5 separate regions of the Sus scrofa genome follow, and regions 1, 2, 4 and 5 are each linked to region 3. The links are chromatin contacts, called in public HiChIP or PLAC-seq and promoter capture Hi-C maps. All regions are on one chromosome and are shown on one strand. The core of a region is the stretch at or near the end of the contact, and the rest is flanking DNA. Distances in the headings are between cores, read along the strand shown.

Region 1 (3,636 bases), core at 79-2,578, 150 kb after region 3:
GGAAGCAGGTGACCCCACACCCACTTGGTCTTTTTGTGTGATACAGATATTCACGTGGGAGGTGGTTTTGACCTGCAGTCTTTTCAAGGACGAGGATCTGTGTGCAGGGCAGCTGGATGCTGCCTGGCCGACCCTGCCCCTTGCATTTCCTGCTCTGACTTCCACTCACTGTCCAACCCAACTCGTCCCTCGCGCTCCCCCGAGAACGGCCCCCACCTCTCCCTTGCTCGGACCCTCCCCAAGGCTCAGGACAGCTCTCTTCTCCACCTCCCATATTTCAAATTCGGGCAGTTTCAAGACTTGCCAAGTTTTCTCCTCCTCTCTCCTCCTCTTCATCCTTCTTCTCTTGCTCATAGCTTAAAGAAAAATGTCCGTAAGCCTCCCCAAGCCTTCCATTTACGAAGTGCTTTTCCCACGTGAAGTCATTTAATCCCCACCATCATCATCTTTTTACAGAGGAGATAATAGGCTCAGAGAAGTGAAGAAACTTGCTCTAGACTCTATTTCTAACCCCCACCAGCTCTTCCGGGTCTAGCTCCCAACCCGCCTTCCCAGATGTGTGCCCTACAGTGTCCTGAAGTGACCTATGGTTCCCGTGGAGGACTTTTATCTCCTAAACACATCTCAAGTTTCCCATGTCTATGTCCTCTTGAGATGCCCCCCACACCCACTTTCTCTCCTTAACCAGAATCAACACACTTTTCAAAAGCAAGGTCAGCCCCGGCCATGTCACCTACTCTTTCAAGGTCTTTTGGACCCTGGATGGCTGATGGGCACCTGATAAGCTCTGCCCTGCTGTATGGACCCTTCTTCGCCTTAGAGTGGAAGCTGCACGAGACCTGTGTTGGTTCATGGGCCTTTGGACCCTCTAAAGCATTCCCTGTACATAGCAGGTCCTCTGCAAACACTCCTGGGGGAGGGGGGTATTGAACTGAGACTCCCGGAGGCAGAGGCTCAGAGGACTTGAACTTGGAGCTGAAACCTTGGCTGGGGAGAACTGGGTGGTCAGAAATGTTCCCAAGGTCACCAGCTTGTAGACCCAGTGAGCAGGCAGCTAAGATTAGCACCAACCTGCCCAGACTGATGGGTCACAGACTCGTGGTTTCACACGGGGTCTCTCCTGACCCTCAGAGACGCACTTCTCCCGGAATTTCAAGAGCAGTGGCCCAGGCCAGCCTCCCTGGCTTGCCCTGTTCTGCTGAACCCTGAGCTGCCATGGCTGGCTTTTAATATTTTCCCCCTGAGCACTTTTTCCTTTTCTGAGGCTGTTCTCCCTCCGTGTCTGGTCACGAGGACTGCACATCTCAGCAATTCCGAGTTCCCCAGGCACTCCCACAGAGATGAGCACAAGGAAGAAGTCAGTCAGACAGCAGCCCTGGAGCCTGCCTGAGCCTCCCCCCGCCCCAGGGCCCCGAGACCCGAGGGAGGCCGCCAGGCCGAGTGGTAACTCACAGTCCATTGCAAGCACAGCCCGTTCTTTATCTGACGCAGGTGGCCCAGCCCTGGCCCCTAGACAGTTCTTGCCACGCAGTCCTGAGCATGAAAGAATGTTTAGAACTTCCCTGAACCCTACCCGCTGGATGCCAGGGGCACCCACTTTCCAGTCGTGACAGCCAGATGTCGCCAGACATTGTCGAATGTCTCCCGGGAGGCAAAATTGCTTCTGGTTCAGAAACACTGGTCTCAACTGTGCTGGCCCTTGAGTAAATTCCAACCCTCAAACCGGTTCTAAGGTTTTAGGTAGAGCCCAAGAAAATCACTCAGCGGCTTCTGTATTTTACTGTGTTGACTCCCTGAGCCTTGAATTGGTAGGCCCCCCCCATTCCATGTCATGCACCTGTAAATCCCCCAAATCAAGTCACATTCCTTCCTTTCCCTGGAGCTTCCCCAACCGAGCTGGAAGGTCTCTGGAAATCTCACCTGAGGCCTATTTAAAACTTCACCGATGTTCCCTCTCACCCTCCCTCACTTAGAGCTCTGTCATGCTCTCAAAAAAAAAAAAAAAAAAAAAAATCGGGACAAAAAAACCCCCCAGAAAACCCCTTTTGGATCCAGAAGGATAACTATTGATTGCCTCCCAAAGGGCAAACCTTCTAGATAACAGCCGATAAGGAAGAAGCTGTTCAAATAATTGCAGACTAGGAACCAGGAAGCACGTGTCTCAGGAGGAATTATATGACTGTACTGGACTCACGGATTCCACATTCCAGAATGTCCTTATTGTACATTTATCAACATAAAGCACTTTGCCATTGCACCGTCATCGTGGGCCAACTCTAACCCCTCTGTGGACCCTCTGTGCACCTGTTCTGGATCCACTTGGCCTCCATTCTTCTCCTACCCTTTGTTTCTTGTGCAAAGGCCCTGAGGCAGGGCAGTGTCTGGGATATTTGAGCAGCAGCAAGGAAGCCACTGTGACTGGAGTGGATTGAGTGGAGGAAGAGAGGTGAGATATGAGCCAGACTGGCCCCAGGGTATAACCTGGGTTCAGCGCACTAGCAGGACAGGCCAACCTCACAGGAGTGATGGGCAAGGCCTAAAGAAAGCCAGTTACCCCCAGGGGCATGGGGGGGCGGGGAAGGGGGAGAGGGGAATGGGGCTACTAGCAGATTCTGTGCTTCCTCCAGTGGGAACCTAGCAGGCAGAAACCAGGCAGATGCCGGCCCGGAGTGCCCTGTGCCTACTCAGAAGGAGAGCCTCTACCCGGAGCTGGTCCCCAGAGAGAGCTTAAAAACCACGTCTCTGTTTTTGCACTCAGGAGTCTGAGCGGCTGGAACTCATGAATGCGGAGTTGAAGACCCAGATCGAGGAGCTCAAGCAGGAGCGGCAGCAGCTCATCCTGATGCTGAACCGGCATCGCCCCACCTGTATCGTTCGGACGGACAGCGTCAAGACGCCCGAGTCGGAAGGCAACCCGCTACTTGAGCAGCTAGAGAAGAAGTGACCCTGGGCTGGGAGGAGGAGGAAGAGGAGGACCAGGAAGAGGAGGAGGAGATGGCAAGAGGGAGGAGGACGAGGGCACCCGAGGGCCCTGCCTTGGTGCGTGAAAAACTTTACAATGAGGCTCAGCACAGCCAGTAATCGGCCGGGCTTTTTTTCTTTCTTTTTTTTTTTTTTTTTTTTTTTTTTTGTGAAACTCAGATCAGCCACACAAGGGGAAGAGCAGGCTGACGAAACCCAGAAGGACCAAGCGCTGAGACCAAAGTAGACTCGCGGGTGGGGCTGTCCTGCTGGGGCCCAGCTCAAAAGAGGTGGGACCGAGGCACCTGGGCCGAAGAGATGCCCACCTAGGCAGCCTTGGGCACTTCTCCGGCCTCTGCACCAAGCACCCACCCCAGGGACCTCCAAGCAGCCAGGAAAAGCCATGAGTTGCAACCAAAATGCCGTCGAGGATGGAACCAAGTGACACTGCCATCTGGCTGCCCCAGCCCTGACCCCTGACCCTGATGCGAGGCCAGAGAGGGCCGAGATGCGGGGCCCAGCACGGCCCGGCCTGGAGCGGCAGCCGGAGTGCACCCTCGCTGGCCCTGCTGGAGTTTGCTGTGGGCACGAGGCGCGGGCGCCCTTCCAAAGCACATACTCACTGAATGTTTACAGACTGGCTGTCCTGGCAGGGCTTTCAACTGCACATGTTTT
Region 2 (3,680 bases), core at 879-3,378, 140 kb before region 3:
CCTTTAGAACTTCTGAGGAGGGAGTTCCCATCATGGCAGAAACGAACCCGACTCGTACCAATGAAGATGTGGGTTTGATCGCTGGCCTTACTCAGTGGGTTTGGGACATGGAACTGCCATGAGCTGCGAGGTAGGTCACAGATGCAGCTCAGATCCTGAGTTGCTGTGGCTGTGGTGTACGCCTGCAGCTGTAGCTCTGATTTGACCCCTAGCCTTGGAACTTCCATATGCGGCTAGTGCAGCCCTTAAAAAGAAAAATAACAACAACAACAAACCAAAAAAACCTTTTGAGGAAGATGGATAAACCTTCTACTGTGCATTTATTCAATGCAACCATTCCCTTAATTTTTAGTGCTCATACACTGAAATATTTGTCCATTCTTTTTTATTTATGTACATGTATAACTTATATGTTATTTGCTAAAGAACAAATCTAACTGGTCTTCCCACTGAAATATAAGCTTCTTGAGGGAAAGGGCTGCTTCAAGTTAATCCTTTATACTCAGAGATGTAATAAATATTTGGTGTTACAGATAATACTATATAGTTTTGGGGAAGTGTAATATAATTTAAAATAATTTCAGAATCAAGTTCAACATGATAATAATGGAAAGGCATGGACAAGAAGATGTGAAACTCTGTCCCAGCCCAGGATTTGCTTCTAATTAAAAGTGGCAAGTTACACAAATATACTGTCTTAGTTGCTTTAACTATAAAATAGGAATATTAATGCTCATCTCTTCTTTCTCATAGTGCATTTGGAAAACCGAATTTTAACAGTAACTCTATATATTAATTTTGCAACCACTTCTCTCCTCCTCCATCTTTTAGCCTTAAAAGTATGCTAGCTTGGAACACAAAACAGCACTGCAGATAATCATCTTCAGCAACCCCATAAGGTTCTGATTGATGCTTAACTATTCCAAGACTACAGTTTTAAGCCTTTAGTGATCAAATCGAGTTTATGGTTAGCTTTTGGAAGGAGAGTCACCACTACAGGGTTTTAATCAGTACACATTCTGAATCTGAGGATCAATAATCCACGAATCTCTTCAATGGATGTGTATATGTGTAATAATGGATTGGTGGGAGGCAATGTTTACATTAGATTCTCAAAGAAGTCCTTATCCCTGGCAAAGTTAAGAACTAATGGCTTAGAATACACCAAAAAAAAAAAAAAAAAAAAAAAAAAATCCCATGCATAAACGCTGCTGGATGAGGAAGAAACCGACACAAGACAATCTTCCCAGCGACATTCGAGAAAAATCTCGAACTCAATGTTCACATCTAAACTCAAAGCTATGGCAAAGATAGCGGGGTTGACATGGATGTGGGAAATTTGAAGCTATCCCCTCCTCTCCACCCCGACCTTGGAGAGCTGTACAGAATGAGAGGGGAAGGAAGTTTTGACGAGATCTAACACTCGTATACCATTTTAATATACAATTTGGAAAGAATCCCCGTTCGATTCTCAAAACAACCTTAAAAAAATAAACATTACTTTTAAGGCAGATAGTTACCACTAACTCCAACTTACAGATGGGGAAACTAAGGCTTAGAGAAGGTTCAATGACTTGCGTTTAAGAAAAAAAAAAAATGACCAGTTAGTAAAACCAGCGATCCAACCAACTCTGAGGGCAAGTGAGGTGGCCGAGTGGTGAGGACCCCGAGACACATAACTGCGGGCGCCCTGACACTAAGTAAGGACGAGGCGCGGGGAGAGCCGGGCCGCGCAGGCGGGACGGGGGCGGCTACCTCGGTGCGGCGGTACAGCGTGGCTTCCCCGAAGGCGCCGCGTCCCAGGACGCGGATGGGGATGTAGTGCAGCTCCTCCTGCTCCGCCGCGCCGCCGCCGGCTCGCGGCCCCGGACCCGCGTTGGGCCCCGGGCCCGCGTCCCCGCCACCCCCCGACTCGCTCCCAAAGTCCGAGTTGAGGGAATCGCAGTGTCGCTCGTACTCGCCCAGCACCGACATGGCGGCGGCGGCGGCGGCGGCGGGACCGGCCTGCGTGTCCCCGGCGGTGCTGGCGGCGCTGCGCCGCTCCCGCTTCAGACACCGACCCGCGGCTTCGCCAGCCCCGCCACCCCGCGAGGCTCCATGGTGGCTCCTTCCCCCCTGACCCGGAAGCAGCTGCGGGTGCTTCCGGCCCGGCGGGGGTTTCCTCCGCCTTCGCCCGCCAGCTCGCTTAGCCTCGGGGCCAAGACTTCTCTCCTTCCCGGTTGTGAGGAAAACGAGGCCTCGGGCGGAGTTGGTAGCACTTCGTGGGGGCTGCATGGAGCCAAAGGGCTCTGGCAGGGGCAGGGACATCACCGACCGGTCTAAAGACCCCTCGGCTGAGCCCTGGCCAGGTCCCCAGACAGTTTTGAGGTGCAAAGGTTGTTCAGTCTCATCTTGGCCACAGACCTATTTCAACGGCAGTGGCTGGGGAAGCAGTCTCTTTCAACGTCAGATAGCGCCCTTTGTTTAGAAAGAGGTTATAGTAAAGACACACGAAGAGTAAAGATAAGCAGAAATACTTGCCCCCCCACCCCCACCCCACCCTGTCATCTCAGTCAGTGCACCGGTTACTTCTTCCAGAACTACCCTGGGTCCTTCCCTTTTCCACACAATTCTAGGTGTTTTAAGTCAACTATCATGACAATCTCCCCCTCTTTTTCAGATTTCACATTCTTCCATGTCTTTAAAAATCTTTGCCCATCTAGTCCCGCGATTCTTCGAACACCAGGTGCAAGATACTGCATTTGGAGGTGGGGATCTGCAAAGAGATGCTTCCTGCTCTCAAGTCACTAAGAAAATTGTGATAGAGTGGAAACATGTTCCATCCGTTTTGTGACCGTGGGCAAGTTACATCTCCAAGGTTGTCTTTCAGTCGTAAAGTTGTGGGACTATGAGGTTGTCTTTCAATTGTAAGGTTGTGGCAATATGACCTACAGAGGTAACAGCTAACATTTATTATGTTCCTGGCACTATGCTAAAGGTTTTTGTTGTTGTTGTTGTTGTTTTTGTTTTTGCCATTTCTTGGGCTGCTCCCGTGGCATATGGAGGTTCCCAGGCTTGGGGTTCAATCTGAGCTGCAGCCGCTGGCCTACGTCAGAGCCACAGCAACGCGGGATCCGAACCGAGTCTGTAACCTACACCACAGCTCACGGCAAAGCCGGATCCTTGACCCACTGAGCAAGGCCAGGGATCGAACCCAAAACCTCATGGTTCCTAGTCTGATTCGTTAACCACTGAGCCACGACGGGAACTCTGCTAAAGGTTTTCTTTTCATGTATCATCCCATTTAATCCTCGTAGCATACAGAAGGAACTGAGAGGGGTTAAGTAACCTGCTGTGTTACACAGCTAGTGAGGGAGCCAAAGCCAGCAACATGGCAGTGGAAAATTGGAGATTTTTAAGCAGGGGAGTGTATTATTTTTGTGACTATATGTCCCGGTTTGCTGGGGCAAGTCACAATTTGTACCTTTTCCTCTAGCATAATAGTCTCCTTTTGCTCACGTGCCCAGCTCAGACAATAAACAATATGGTTACTTTATATAATACCAAAGCTATATTTTACCAAGAACTCTGATGGCAAAATGAAAGACAAAGACTGGAGGCCAGAAGACAGGCACTGAGGTACTATCAGTGTGAATGGAGATGGGGCCCAATTTAAGAAATCCGAACTGAGGGAGTTCCTG
Region 3 (3,829 bases), core at 1,163-3,662:
AGGTTTGTTATCGCTGAGTCACAATGGGCACGCTCTAGTATCCTTATTTTATGGATAATATCGTGTAGGGGCCCAGGAGGATTATGATCTGCTCAAGATTATCCACCTAGAGTGGTGGGAGCTAGAATTTGAGTCTGGATAGTGTGGTTCCCATGATTGAATTTTAGACACCAGTAAGATAAAACAAAGCAAAACCAATTTCCCCAACAACCTTGCAGGCCGAGGAAGCCCTTCAAAAAGGACAGGCAGGCTTCCTTCTTTCTATTCCTGACCTGCCCCTGCTGGATCCTCGGCTGAGGGACAGCCGGTTTCCCAAAGACCTGCCAGAGAGGGTGCTCTCTCGGCATCCCCTCTCCGCCTTCTCAGCACCCTCGCCGCGCCTCTGCCCTCGTCTGCCAAGCCCAGGTCTCTCCCGGCCCTTCCCAGCTTCCGGCCTTTTGCTCCAGGCCAGGTCGCAGGGTCAGGCAGTGCCAGGAGCTCACAAGCCCTCTATTTACTGTTTGGTTTCCATGGTGACACGTAGGCGCCGTCAGCGCCTCGCGTCATCTGCCCCGCAGCGCGGCCCCCGCCCGGCGCCGTGACGTCTGTCCGTCGCTTCCGCTCTGCCCATATTTGGCGCAACAGCCGCGTCGCGGGTAGGGAGGAGTCTGAGAGCCGGACTCCGGCCTCGCCCCGCCCCTGTCCCCGGCCACGCCCCCGTGGGGGGGCTTCGGCCCCTGTGTTCCACGCCACCCGCTACCTTTTCCTGGGACCTGAACGGAGGCGAGGGGCGGTGGCGATGGGGACCCCGAGGGAGGGCGTGGATGACTGATAGATGAGCGCAGGGGTCCCAAACATATCTTGTCTTGTTAAGGCTGCAGCCAAGATTTGGGCTGTCTCGTCTGCTTTGGGTGGGTGAGCTGGGATCACGATTTTCTCACTCTGTGCCCGGAAATCATGGAAACAGCCATCCCTCGCCTCACTCCATATTACATTTTATAGGCTTGATTTTAAAATTCTCCCATGGCCCAGTGGAAAGCTTTGAAGACTGAGGTTTTGGGATGACTGCTGTGCCTTGGGGGATAAGTGACCTTGGGAAGGTCACTTCCAGGTACCTAGCCTGGTAAAATGAACTGTGGGGGTGGGGCCCAGTGTCATCAAGCTTGAAAGGGGAGATCATCCGTCACTTTTTAATTGATGGGGGGCATGACATAGTGAAATATCAGTGAGGTTCTTTGAAGACCCTTACACTTCGGACCCCTCAATTCGGAACCCCATAGTAATTGGATTTATGAGTCTCTCTGTGCCTTGCTCATACTAGGCACTTGATTAACTGTAGTTAGCTGGTAATTGAATGAATCAGGCAAATTACCTTCGGATTTCACCTTCATAAATCCAGACCCCCGCAATTCCTCTTACAGGCGGAAGAAGGAATATTGCCGCGATGATTAATAATCGCGCAGCAGGGTTGCTGATGTATAGCGATTTGCAGATGTAAAGGGCAATAAACATTCCTGGGAGGAATGTAGTGAGATTCCAGAAGTCTCGGAGGGAGCCGTGGGTGTGTGCCGTCTGGCCTTGAGGGCGGGGGTGGGGCGGGCAGTGCCGCAGTGGCCACTGCTGGGGGAGCCGACTGCGGGTGTGGGATTAACTCTTCAAGATGCTTGGTTGCAAATCCCACGCCCCCCCCCCCAGCTCCGCCCCCGCTCTAACCCCTGCCCATTCCTCAGTTCTTCTGGCCCAAGGAGTGTGCGCTTTTCATAATTTCAGAGCTAGAACGCACATCAGATAATATTCCTTTAATTCAGCCTTTGAATTTTACAAATGGGGGAACTGAGACAGAGAAATTGGTTCAGCCCTACAAACTTGCACAGCTAGTTAGAGAGATAAATGTCAAGATTTCGGGCATTTCAAACTAGTGTTTCTTCCACCTCACCTCTAACCCCCTCTGTTCTTGTGGCTTCAGGACCCTGTTGCCTGGCTCAGATAGTGGAATGTACAGTAAGGCTAAATACTGACTTCAGGACTCCTAAAGGGTGCCAGTAGCAGCCTACTGCCCCATATAGCCCTCAGCATAACCCTAGGGCCTGGGGGTGATGGTCAGGAGGTGTGTAGTCCCCCCAAACCACACGCATTCCCCCTCCCAGTGGCTGGAATGGCTCCCCTCGTCCAGAGAACCTGAGTTGGCTGTCCTGCAACCAGTCTTAGACAAGCACTTGGTCATTTTTCAAAGTTACGAAAGCCTCCCATTAAGTTTTTCTCAGTCAAGACGATAGCAGAAGGCATCTGTAGCCTGATGGAAACCCCTTTTCTGCTCCTTGGAAGCTCAGACCGAGAAGACTGATGCCCACGGATCGGCCCGGGCCATCCCAGCCACCCGGTAGATTTGAAGAGTCTGGGACCCTTCGCCTTTCTCGCTTGATTGCACTTGGGGCTCTAGCAGCAGAAGTGGCAGCTCTGCCCCCTGGTGGACATTCTCCAATTCCAGTAACGGCAGCAGGGCTGGGGGAAAAGATTTTCTTTGTTTACCCTGATGGAAATAGCAAAACTTGGCAGAAAAACCTCAGTCCCAGATTTTCCTCTCTTTAGTTTATTTCTGAGCATCTGGTTTATTTGGACAGAGAACACGCTTCTCTTGTTTCTCTTGCCTGGACTGCTTTTTTTCCCTTCCTGCTAGCCAAAGCTTGCCCCTTCTTTCAAACGCTATTTCAAATTCCGCTTCCTTTGTTAACAACTTTTCTGACTCCTCTCCTCTGTATCTTATGAAATACTGCCGTGCACAGACATGCTGTCTTTACTGTTGTTTCCTTGAGAGTGGAGGCCAGGTTCTGGGTGTCATAGACCTCCATCATGCCCACCGTGTGTCTGGGGACAAGACGTGCTCTCAACCCTGTGATGGTGAATGAAGTAATTGATTGATTTCCATAGACGCAACGCCAAGCCTTTGCTTCGATAAACCTTCTTCTCAGTTCTTTGGGGAAATCTAGGTAGTGATCTAGACGGCCTTGCACAAGATGCAGTTTCACAAAGTAATTTCACAAGAGAACCACCCCCAGAGAGGGATGGGGAAGTGTGAAATGGACTGCCAGATGAGGAGGGTGGAGACACAGGAAGGTCAAAGGACAGAGAATTGGGGGGCGCATGGGGGGGGCGGGGGGCCCTGTTCTTGGGATCTGCTTCTGGCAGCAGAGCCTCTAGAGTCAGGTCTAGGCAGATGCATCACTTGCTGTGTGGCCTCAGGCAAGTTTACTCTCTCCTCTGTGCTTCAATTTTCTCCTCTGAAAAAAGAACCACCCATCTCTTAGCGATATGGGGAGGGTAAATGGAGATGATATTTGCAAAGTGCAAAATAGTGCCTGGCACAAAAGGAAGGGCCATCGAACAGTTTATCAATCTATTTTCCATTTTAGCTGTCTTGTAAATGGAATGAGGGAAGATGATATGATCTCTCTCTCTCTCTTTTTTTGGCCTTTTTTAGGGCTGTACTAGTGGCATATGGAGGTTCCCAGGCTAGGGGTCGAATCGGAGCCAGCCTATGCCACAGCCACAGCAAGGTGAGATCCGAGTTGCATCTTTGACCTACACCATAGCTCATGGCAATGGCAGATCCTTTAACCCACTGAGCGAGGCCAGGGATTGAACCTGTGTCCTCATGGATGCTAGTCGGATTCGTTTCCACTGTGTCACCATGGGAACTCTCAGATGTGATCTTTGTTCCCTTGGGCACTGACCTTCCTGAGCAGTGTGTGATCGCTGTGGTCACGCAGGTCTGGGTGGAGTCCTGTCTCTGTTACTAATTGTTTTTTTTTTTTTTTTTTTTTTTCTGTCTTTTTGCCTTTTCTAGGGCTGC
Region 4 (3,498 bases), core at 74-2,573, 250 kb after region 3:
TCTTGTGAGTAATACAGTAAACATGTTTAGCACAATACAAATATTCACTTTTTAATTGTCAGGATATCTGACACCCCTGGAATGCTTACTATCTGCCAGGAATTTTCCAAGTGCTTTCAAGTCTTAACTCATTCAAGCCTGAAAACAACACTGTGAGGTCGGTACTATTATTTCATCCTCCCATTTTATAGATTTTCCAAGAAACTGAGGCACAGGGAGGTGGAGTATCTTATTTTACAGAATACACCTAGGAGTAGCTAATCGCGTGTTTGAACCCACAGAGGATCTGGGCTCTGATCCCTCCCCAGTCTGAAATAAAAAGAGGGCAAGCCTGACGTGCAGCCCCTGATAAGAGATTACTCTTCGCAGCGGGCTGTGGACCAGCAGGTGGCAGCCTAGGGCTACGTGGGTGCAGAGACCACAACCTAAGCCCGGAACCCGTGCTGTGCCAGGCATTTCACCGCACCACTGCCATGGTCTTCAAGGTCTCCGGCTCCCCAGCCCTTCTACCCACAGGTCTTCGCCCAGGAGGTCGCCCAGGGATCCTCCAGAAATGAAGAGCCTGCGGAACAGGTTCAAATCTGAGTTCCCCAATATAAGACCCGGTCCGCAGGGAAAGCTAGCAGCAAAGCGAGTTTCCGCAACTTGCCTTTACCCGGGAGCGCAACTAGCCCGGGAAATCCACACATCGCTCTTTATACCCAAAGTCTAGCAAGGGCTGGGGAGCCCAGCCAAGTCGGAAAAAGTTGGGAATCCCTCTTGGATCCCATAGAGCAGATTGAGGGCTCTGGGCATCCGTGTGCGCAGGGAGGAGACTCTATATTTGCAGGATTACCTCGGAAGGGCGATGGGCATTTTCTTGCGGAGCGGCCTGGGAGGGGACAAATGAATTTGAGGGACAGTGCACGGGTGGGGGTTAACCGGGCGGTTTCCATGGTGCCCGGGGCGTGGGGGAGGAATGCACCCGCAAGCGGTGGCGAAACAACTATACCGCCCGGCCAGCTGCCGCAGAAGGCGGGAGGCTTTGCGGGTGGGGTGGGGGGTGGGTAGGGGGGTGGGGGAAGCCCGGCGGGACGGGGGCGGGGCGGTCACGTGCGCCGGAGGGGGCGAGGCCCCGAGCCGGCCCGGGAGCGAACCGAGTCCGGCGAAGAGGCTGCGCCTGAAGAACTGTTTCCTGGACGGAGAGGTTGAACCTCCGCAGGACGCCTGGGGAGGACTCAAGACACCGGCGGCCAGGACCGCAGTCAGTGACAGACGACGCCGAGGAAACGTGGGAGCAGAGCTTGGGGGTGAGCGAAGGCGCCCCTCTGACGGCTTTTACACAGGCTCGGAACTCCGTTTATTCTGGGGCGGGCTGGGGCAAGTGCCACGTCAGCTCTAGGTGACCGGACGAGGCCACTGTCTCTTAAGTTGTCTAGAGTCCTCAGCACTTGTCTAGGACGCCAGGAGAGGCTGTGGTCATGGTGAATGAAGATCCTAGCCACGAAGGGCTCGATGGCGCGCCGTCGCAGACTTCTGCACTCCAGGAGAACCCCAACCTCGCTGCCCAACCCAGCGTCTCCGGCCACCCCAGCATCTCCGCCCACCCCAGCTTCTCAGCCCATGCTAGCACCTCCGCGCATCCCAGCGTCTCGATCCATCCCAGTGTCTCTGTGTACCCCAGTAGTTCAGCCCACCCCAGTACCTTGGCTCAACCCAGTGGCTTGGTCCAACCCAGTAGCTCGGGCCAACCCAGTAGCTCCGGCCCTGAGGACCTTAGCGTGATCAAGGTGAGCAAGCGCCGGTGGGCAGTGGTCCTGCTGTTTAGCTGCTACTCCATGTGCAACGCCTTCCAGTGGATCCAGTATGGCTCCATCAACAACATCTTCATGAACTTCTACGGGGTCAGTGCCTTTGCCATCGACTGGCTCTCCATGTGCTACATGCTGACATACATCCTCTGCTGCTGCCTGTGGCCTGGCTCCTGGAGAAATTCGGGCTGCGCACCATAGCCCTCACCGGCTCTGCTCTCAACTGCCTGGGGGCCTGGGTGAAGCTGGGCAGCCTCAAGCCCCATCTCTTCCCGGTCACCGTGCTGGGCCAGGTCATCTGCTCCGTAGCCCAGGTCTTCATCCTGGGCATGCCCTCCCGCATCGCCTCCGTGTGGTTCGGGGCTAATGAGGTGTCCACGGCCTGCTCCATCGCTGTCTTTGGCAACCAGGTGGGCAGGGGGCTTTGTGGTTGACCGGGGGGATGGGCGTCCCTGTGGGACTGGCCGTGTTGGTGGTAGCGAACTGCCCGCCTGAGTGGAGACTGTGGTTTTCAGATGTCAATGGTGTTTGTGACCCTGGGCGACTGTAGCTGGGTGTGACAGTGTGAGTGAGTGATTGTGACTGGGTGACTGTGTCAGAGTGGTGGGGAAGCAAAAGGAGGGGCCTTTTCTGTCACCTGCATGTTCTCCTTCCCCAGCAGCCAGTGTGCTTTGGGAACACACACTGGTTTGTGGTCTCCTTCCTCAACCTCCTTCACCAGCCCGGACCTGTGCCTTCAGGAGAGCTCTTCTTTCAGGGAGCAGTCCCGGGGTGTCAGACTATTCTGTGTCATCAGAAGTTGGCAGGTGGCTTTCGCCAGGTTTCCTGAAGCATAGGATCTCCTGCTTGCATGGAAAGGCAGAGCGGGCCCTGGTTGACCTTTGACGCCGCTCTCACCTTTTATACACACCTGAAGCCAGGATGGTGGGGGCAGTGCTTTGTGCCAACTCCTTCCCTGGGGGTTAGAGCCAAGTGCAGCAGAATGGAGTTGAATTCTTGCTCTGAATTTCCAAGGCCTAGAATGTTTGGAAGGGCCTGGAAAGCTCCTTTCTTAACCATTTGTCTTCTTTTTGGAGGGAGAATCTCAGATTCTTTGCATTTCCACATGGATATGACTCAGAAAGGTGGCCATGTTGTAGATCTGGGTGCCTTCTTCAAATGTTTGAAGCAGCTATTTATGGCATGTTTCTTTATCTGGATCACTGCCTGGGGTCTCCCTCTTTTCCAAGTATGTGCAGTTGTGGCTCCACGTTTGACAAGTGACCGGTGACCCTTTGTTCTTGGAGGCCTGTTTTCCCTTATGCATTCATTACATTTAGAAAATGTAAGCTTTCATTAGAAAGTTCTCATCTGGCTCAGAAATTTCCAAACTTTCTTCGAGGCAAATTTCCATTCTGTTCATCTTCACCATCAGGAAAGTAACCCGAGCTAAAGTTTTTCAAGCCAGTTAGGTTTTTCCTGCCCCTTGGGTCATAGTGTAAGCAATCAATGAAAGCATTAGACAGGCCTTCTTCAGCACAGACAGGCAACAGAAAATCCTTTAACCAGTGTTCTTTAACCTGTGGGTTTGAATGTTCAGAAGATTCAAGGTCTGGGGATGAAACAAGTTGAAGAGTGTGTGTGTGTGTGTGTGTGTGCGCACGCGCGTGCACACTTTTTAGGGCCACACCTGAGGCATATGAAGGTTCCACCGGCTAGGGCCTCAGAG
Region 5 (3,470 bases), core at 622-3,121, 230 kb before region 3:
TATTTTCTTAAATAAGAAATATAAGACTTAAATCTTACATTCAAATGAACAAATGCAATGTTCCTACAGATAGGCGACAGATGTAGTATCAGTAACAAAGGCTGACTATGGTGGATTACTGGGGAGATACGAGGGGTTTACTACACAACCCAATGGCTCAAGAAGCCTTCCCCATTCCTTTAGAGGGATTTCCCAGTCTCTGAAGAAAACTGGTCAGTACTGTTCTCAAATGGCCCAGGGCCTATAGCAAGGAAGCTTTTCTAACCCTGCTTTTACTGTATCTTTCCCAACTTATTTTACAAGGAAAAATGAGGACGGAAGTAACATCATTGCCATTCTACTGCTATACCTCCCTAGGTCCTCACCTAACTCTTTAACATTCCAGGGTTTTGTTATTTTTATTTTTTATTATTTGACCACAGGAATAAAGATTTTTCTTGGCATTTTACATCTTGGGGAAACACTACCTCATGATGAGAAAAAAAGGGTGGCAAAGGTTAAAAAGCACACATTGACTTTGGAAGAATACATAATGAATTAGTGATACAGGTTACCTCTGGGGAGAGAAACTGGGTGGGATGAAGGACAAAGGTAGAAAGGAGACTTTATTATATTCTTCTGCACCTTTCCGATTGGAACCGATTTGATTATACTACCTATTCAAAAACAATTACATTTTAAGATAAAAACAAAAATGTTGGGCCTTCTGAGGTACTGGTGGTCTCTACTTGATGAACTGTGAAGAAGGGAGATCCCACGGGCATACTGTCGTAATAAAGTAGCCTGATCCTTAGGGCTGATGATAAATAGATGGCAAATATGCCTCTGCCCACATAAGTAAGGCCCATGTGTTTGAATGAGTAAAGTGAATTACTGTGTACTTTCAGTTATAAAAGAACCTGAGCCAGCAGACTCCAGCTTAATTTTTTCATTAATTTTTTAAACTATAATTAATCTTTTTTCTCAATAGTCACAGTTGGAAAAACTCCTTCAGGTACATTAATTCTGCCGGGGAGTCTCCAAGCTTTCCTAGACCTCAGGAGATTCTTACCAGCAATCAGCTGCTCCAGGCGGATGCGCTCATGGGCGGCGTGCTGGTCCACTAAGACTAGCAGGTTTCCACCTAGAAGACCAGCAAGGAGGACCAGGATTTCAAATTCTCAGCTCAAGATTAAAATAATCATGTTGTGGTGAGGGAGCAAAAGGTTAATTCAAACTATTTAACAACATGAGCTAAGAGAAGCACACAAACTGAAGAGTCACAACTATTTCTTTTGTTTCCTAAAAAGTTGAAACTATAGGAAAAACTACAACAAATGTATCCCCTGATGAAAAACTCATTAGTTCATTAGTATTTCATTTCTTTTTTTCTTTTCTTTTTTTTTTTTTTTGCCATTTCTTGGGCCGCTCCCGCGGCATATGGAGTTTTCCCAGGCTAGGGGTCTAATCAGAGCTGTAGCTGCCAGCCTTCGCCAGACCACAGCAACACAGGATCTGAGCCGCGTCTGCGACCTATACCACAGCTCACGGCAACGCCGGATTGTTAACCCACTGAGCAAGGCCAGGGATCGAACCCACAACCTCATGGTTCCTAGTCGGATTCATTAACCACTGAGCCACGATGGGAACTAGTATTTCATTTCTAAAACAAGGTGAAAACCCCACATTCTTAATGTTTATATCCTGATTTTGCTTTATTAATTCAACTTTGATACCATGAAGGTTCATTAAACCACACATTTTATAATCAGCTGACTTTGATTCACAAGCTACTCTGAAACCCATGAAGACTGTAATTGTATTACACTTTAGATCAGAGGTCAGCACTCTTTTTCTGTCAAAGGCCAGGCAGTAAATGATTTAGGCTGTTGGGACACATGGTTTCTGTCACAACTATTCAATTACTCATTCTTAATCATGGACAGTATGTGAGTGTTGTAGCTGTGTTCCAATGAAACTTTACTTACAGACACCAAAATATTAATTTCATGTAATTTTAATCTCCCAAGAAATATTATCTTCCTTTGCCTTTTGTTCAACTATTTTAAAATGTAGTATACCTGAAACTAAGGTAACATTGTAAATCAACTATATATCAATTTAAAAAAAGAGTAAAAACCATTCTTATCTCCCTGACTGTACAAAAACCAGTGATGGCTACTAGATCTGGCCCTAGGTCATAGTTTGCCATGCTTTAGACTCAAGCTTCCCAAACTCTGATGAGCAGACAGTCACCTAGGGATCTTGATAATTTTTTTTGGCAGCGCCTGCAACATGTGGAATTTTCCAGGCCAGAGATCAAACCTGCACCACAGCAGCAACCCAAGCCATAGCAGTGACAAGGTTGGATCCTTAACCCACTGCCACCAGGAAACTCCTATTGATCTTATTAGATTCAGATTCTGATTCAGTAGATTAGGGATGAGACACAAGATTGTGCAATTCTCACAAACTCCTGGGTGACATTATTTACAGACCATGATTTTGAGTAGCAAGGCTATAAACTCTCAAGTGTGAAAGAGAAGCAGAATGTCCTGACCCCAAAGCCAAACCTATCAGGAAATCTCTTTCTCACTGACAGGATGACTGATTCTCAATTATATTATTACATATTTTTAGCTTATAACTTTAATATTTTTGGCCAAAGAATTGACATTTATTGTTATTGATTATACTGAAATAAAAGTTCTCCTCTTGAATTTGATCAAAATAGATAATGCCTGTTGTTCCTATTTCTACTAAAGATTAAAAAGCTGTTTCTATGACACCATCAAATTCATGGCATGAGAGCTTCAGACTTAAAAATGGATTATAATTTTTCTGACAGCATGTGTAACCACAGAACAGGCCCCAAAATGCTGAATTTTAAACTCCTTTGAGGTTAGGAGGAGTTGCAGCTGGTTGTGATGAATACCGAACATCCTGTATCGGGCAAAACAATGGAATAAATAATAAATTATGAGGGAGTAACCTCAAACTTGAAACTAGAGCCAATGTGAATTACCAAGAGTTAGGAATCCTAAGAAATCAATCCTGCACCTGATTCTAGAGGATTATATAATCCATAACAAAGTTCATGATGTTGTCCATTCCTTGAATGAAGCAGAATATATGAAAGTAATTTACTCATGTCAGGGCTGTATTTTTGATATTTCAAAACAACACATAGAAACTTCATAAGGGCGAGGATTTTTGTTATGTTCCCAGCATGCACCAGGCACATAACAGGTGCTCAAAAAATATTGCTGAATAAATACTTATGCTATCCTAGTTTTAGCTTAACATTCATAGCTTATTCTTTATGCTATCATAACTGAACAGTTATATTTTTTGTAGGTGGAAACATGCCATAAAAAGTGCTATTAGATGGCATTAATTTCACCATAATTTAAATCAGTAATATATTTGTCCATTACAAAAATATGTACAAACATTAAGTCAATTATAGGAATAGATTGCTTTTGGTATTC

Evidence for each region. Promoter capture Hi-C pulls out the DNA fragments that hold promoters and counts their contacts. HiChIP or PLAC-seq counts read pairs in DNA pulled down with a chosen protein or histone mark.
Region 1: an H3K27ac HiChIP or PLAC-seq map of alveolar macrophages shows a contact between it and region 3. The contact joins two enhancer-like sites. A contact is called at or near these places in 2 of 47 Hi-C or Micro-C datasets (embryonic fibroblasts and mesenteric adipose tissue) and 1 of 2 datasets of contacts at active chromatin or transcription factors (alveolar macrophages).
Region 2: a promoter capture Hi-C map of fetal liver shows a contact between it and region 3, with 7 times the contacts expected there. The contact joins the promoter of NEK9 here to the enhancer-like site in region 3. A contact is called at or near these places in 5 of 5 promoter capture datasets (fetal liver, fetal skeletal muscle, liver and 1 more), 38 of 47 Hi-C or Micro-C datasets (adipocytes, adipose tissue, alveolar macrophages and 19 more) and 2 of 2 datasets of contacts at active chromatin or transcription factors (alveolar macrophages and skeletal muscle).
Region 4: an H3K27ac HiChIP or PLAC-seq map of alveolar macrophages shows a contact between it and region 3. The contact joins the promoter of FLVCR2 here to the enhancer-like site in region 3. A contact is called at or near these places in 1 of 5 promoter capture datasets (liver), 4 of 47 Hi-C or Micro-C datasets (brain, fetal skeletal muscle, heart right ventricle and 1 more) and 1 of 2 datasets of contacts at active chromatin or transcription factors (alveolar macrophages).
Region 5: an H3K27ac HiChIP or PLAC-seq map of alveolar macrophages shows a contact between it and region 3. The contact joins two enhancer-like sites. A contact is called at or near these places in 1 of 47 Hi-C or Micro-C datasets (epiblast stem cells) and 1 of 2 datasets of contacts at active chromatin or transcription factors (alveolar macrophages).

Annotation. Positions count from the first base shown.
Region 1 is chr7:98,612,548-98,616,183 of Sscrofa11.1, forward strand. It overlaps JDP2 (jun dimerization protein 2), which reads left to right. Exons shown (of 4, transcript XM_021099535.1): 4 at 2,759-3,636. The coding sequence ends at 2,944. Among named protein-coding and RNA genes, the nearest start is that of JDP2, 40 kb to the left of the region's middle. Within about 2 kb of position 1,329, at least 19 of the 83 cell types and tissues checked have an H3K27ac peak or open chromatin away from gene starts, as enhancers often do. A contact at or near this core is called in alveolar macrophages and mesenteric adipose tissue, where this site is marked.
Region 2 is chr7:98,319,944-98,323,623 of Sscrofa11.1, forward strand. NEK9 (serine/threonine-protein kinase Nek9) reads right to left here and starts at 2,129. Exons shown (of 22, transcript XM_003356752.4): 1 at 1,756-2,129. The coding sequence starts at 1,974.
Region 3 is chr7:98,461,804-98,465,632 of Sscrofa11.1, forward strand. No RefSeq gene overlaps it. Among named protein-coding and RNA genes, the nearest start is that of FOS, 14 kb to the left of the region's middle. Within about 2 kb of position 2,413, at least 42 of the 83 cell types and tissues checked have an H3K27ac peak or open chromatin away from gene starts, as enhancers often do. A contact at or near this core is called in adipose tissue, alveolar macrophages, brain and 10 more, where this site is marked.
Region 4 is chr7:98,716,996-98,720,493 of Sscrofa11.1, forward strand. FLVCR2 (feline leukemia virus subgroup C cellular receptor family member 2) reads left to right here and starts at 1,324. Exons shown (of 11, transcript NM_001142840.1): 1 at 1,324-1,936; 2 at 1,939-2,200. The coding sequence starts at 1,461.
Region 5 is chr7:98,229,135-98,232,604 of Sscrofa11.1, forward strand. All of the region lies in intron 7 of EIF2B2 (translation initiation factor eIF-2B subunit beta), which reads left to right. It also overlaps a transcript of ACYP1 not described here. Among named protein-coding and RNA genes, the nearest start is that of EIF2B2, 27 kb to the left of the region's middle. Within about 2 kb of position 1,872, at least 2 of the 83 cell types and tissues checked have an H3K27ac peak or open chromatin away from gene starts, as enhancers often do. A contact at or near this core is called in alveolar macrophages, where this site is marked.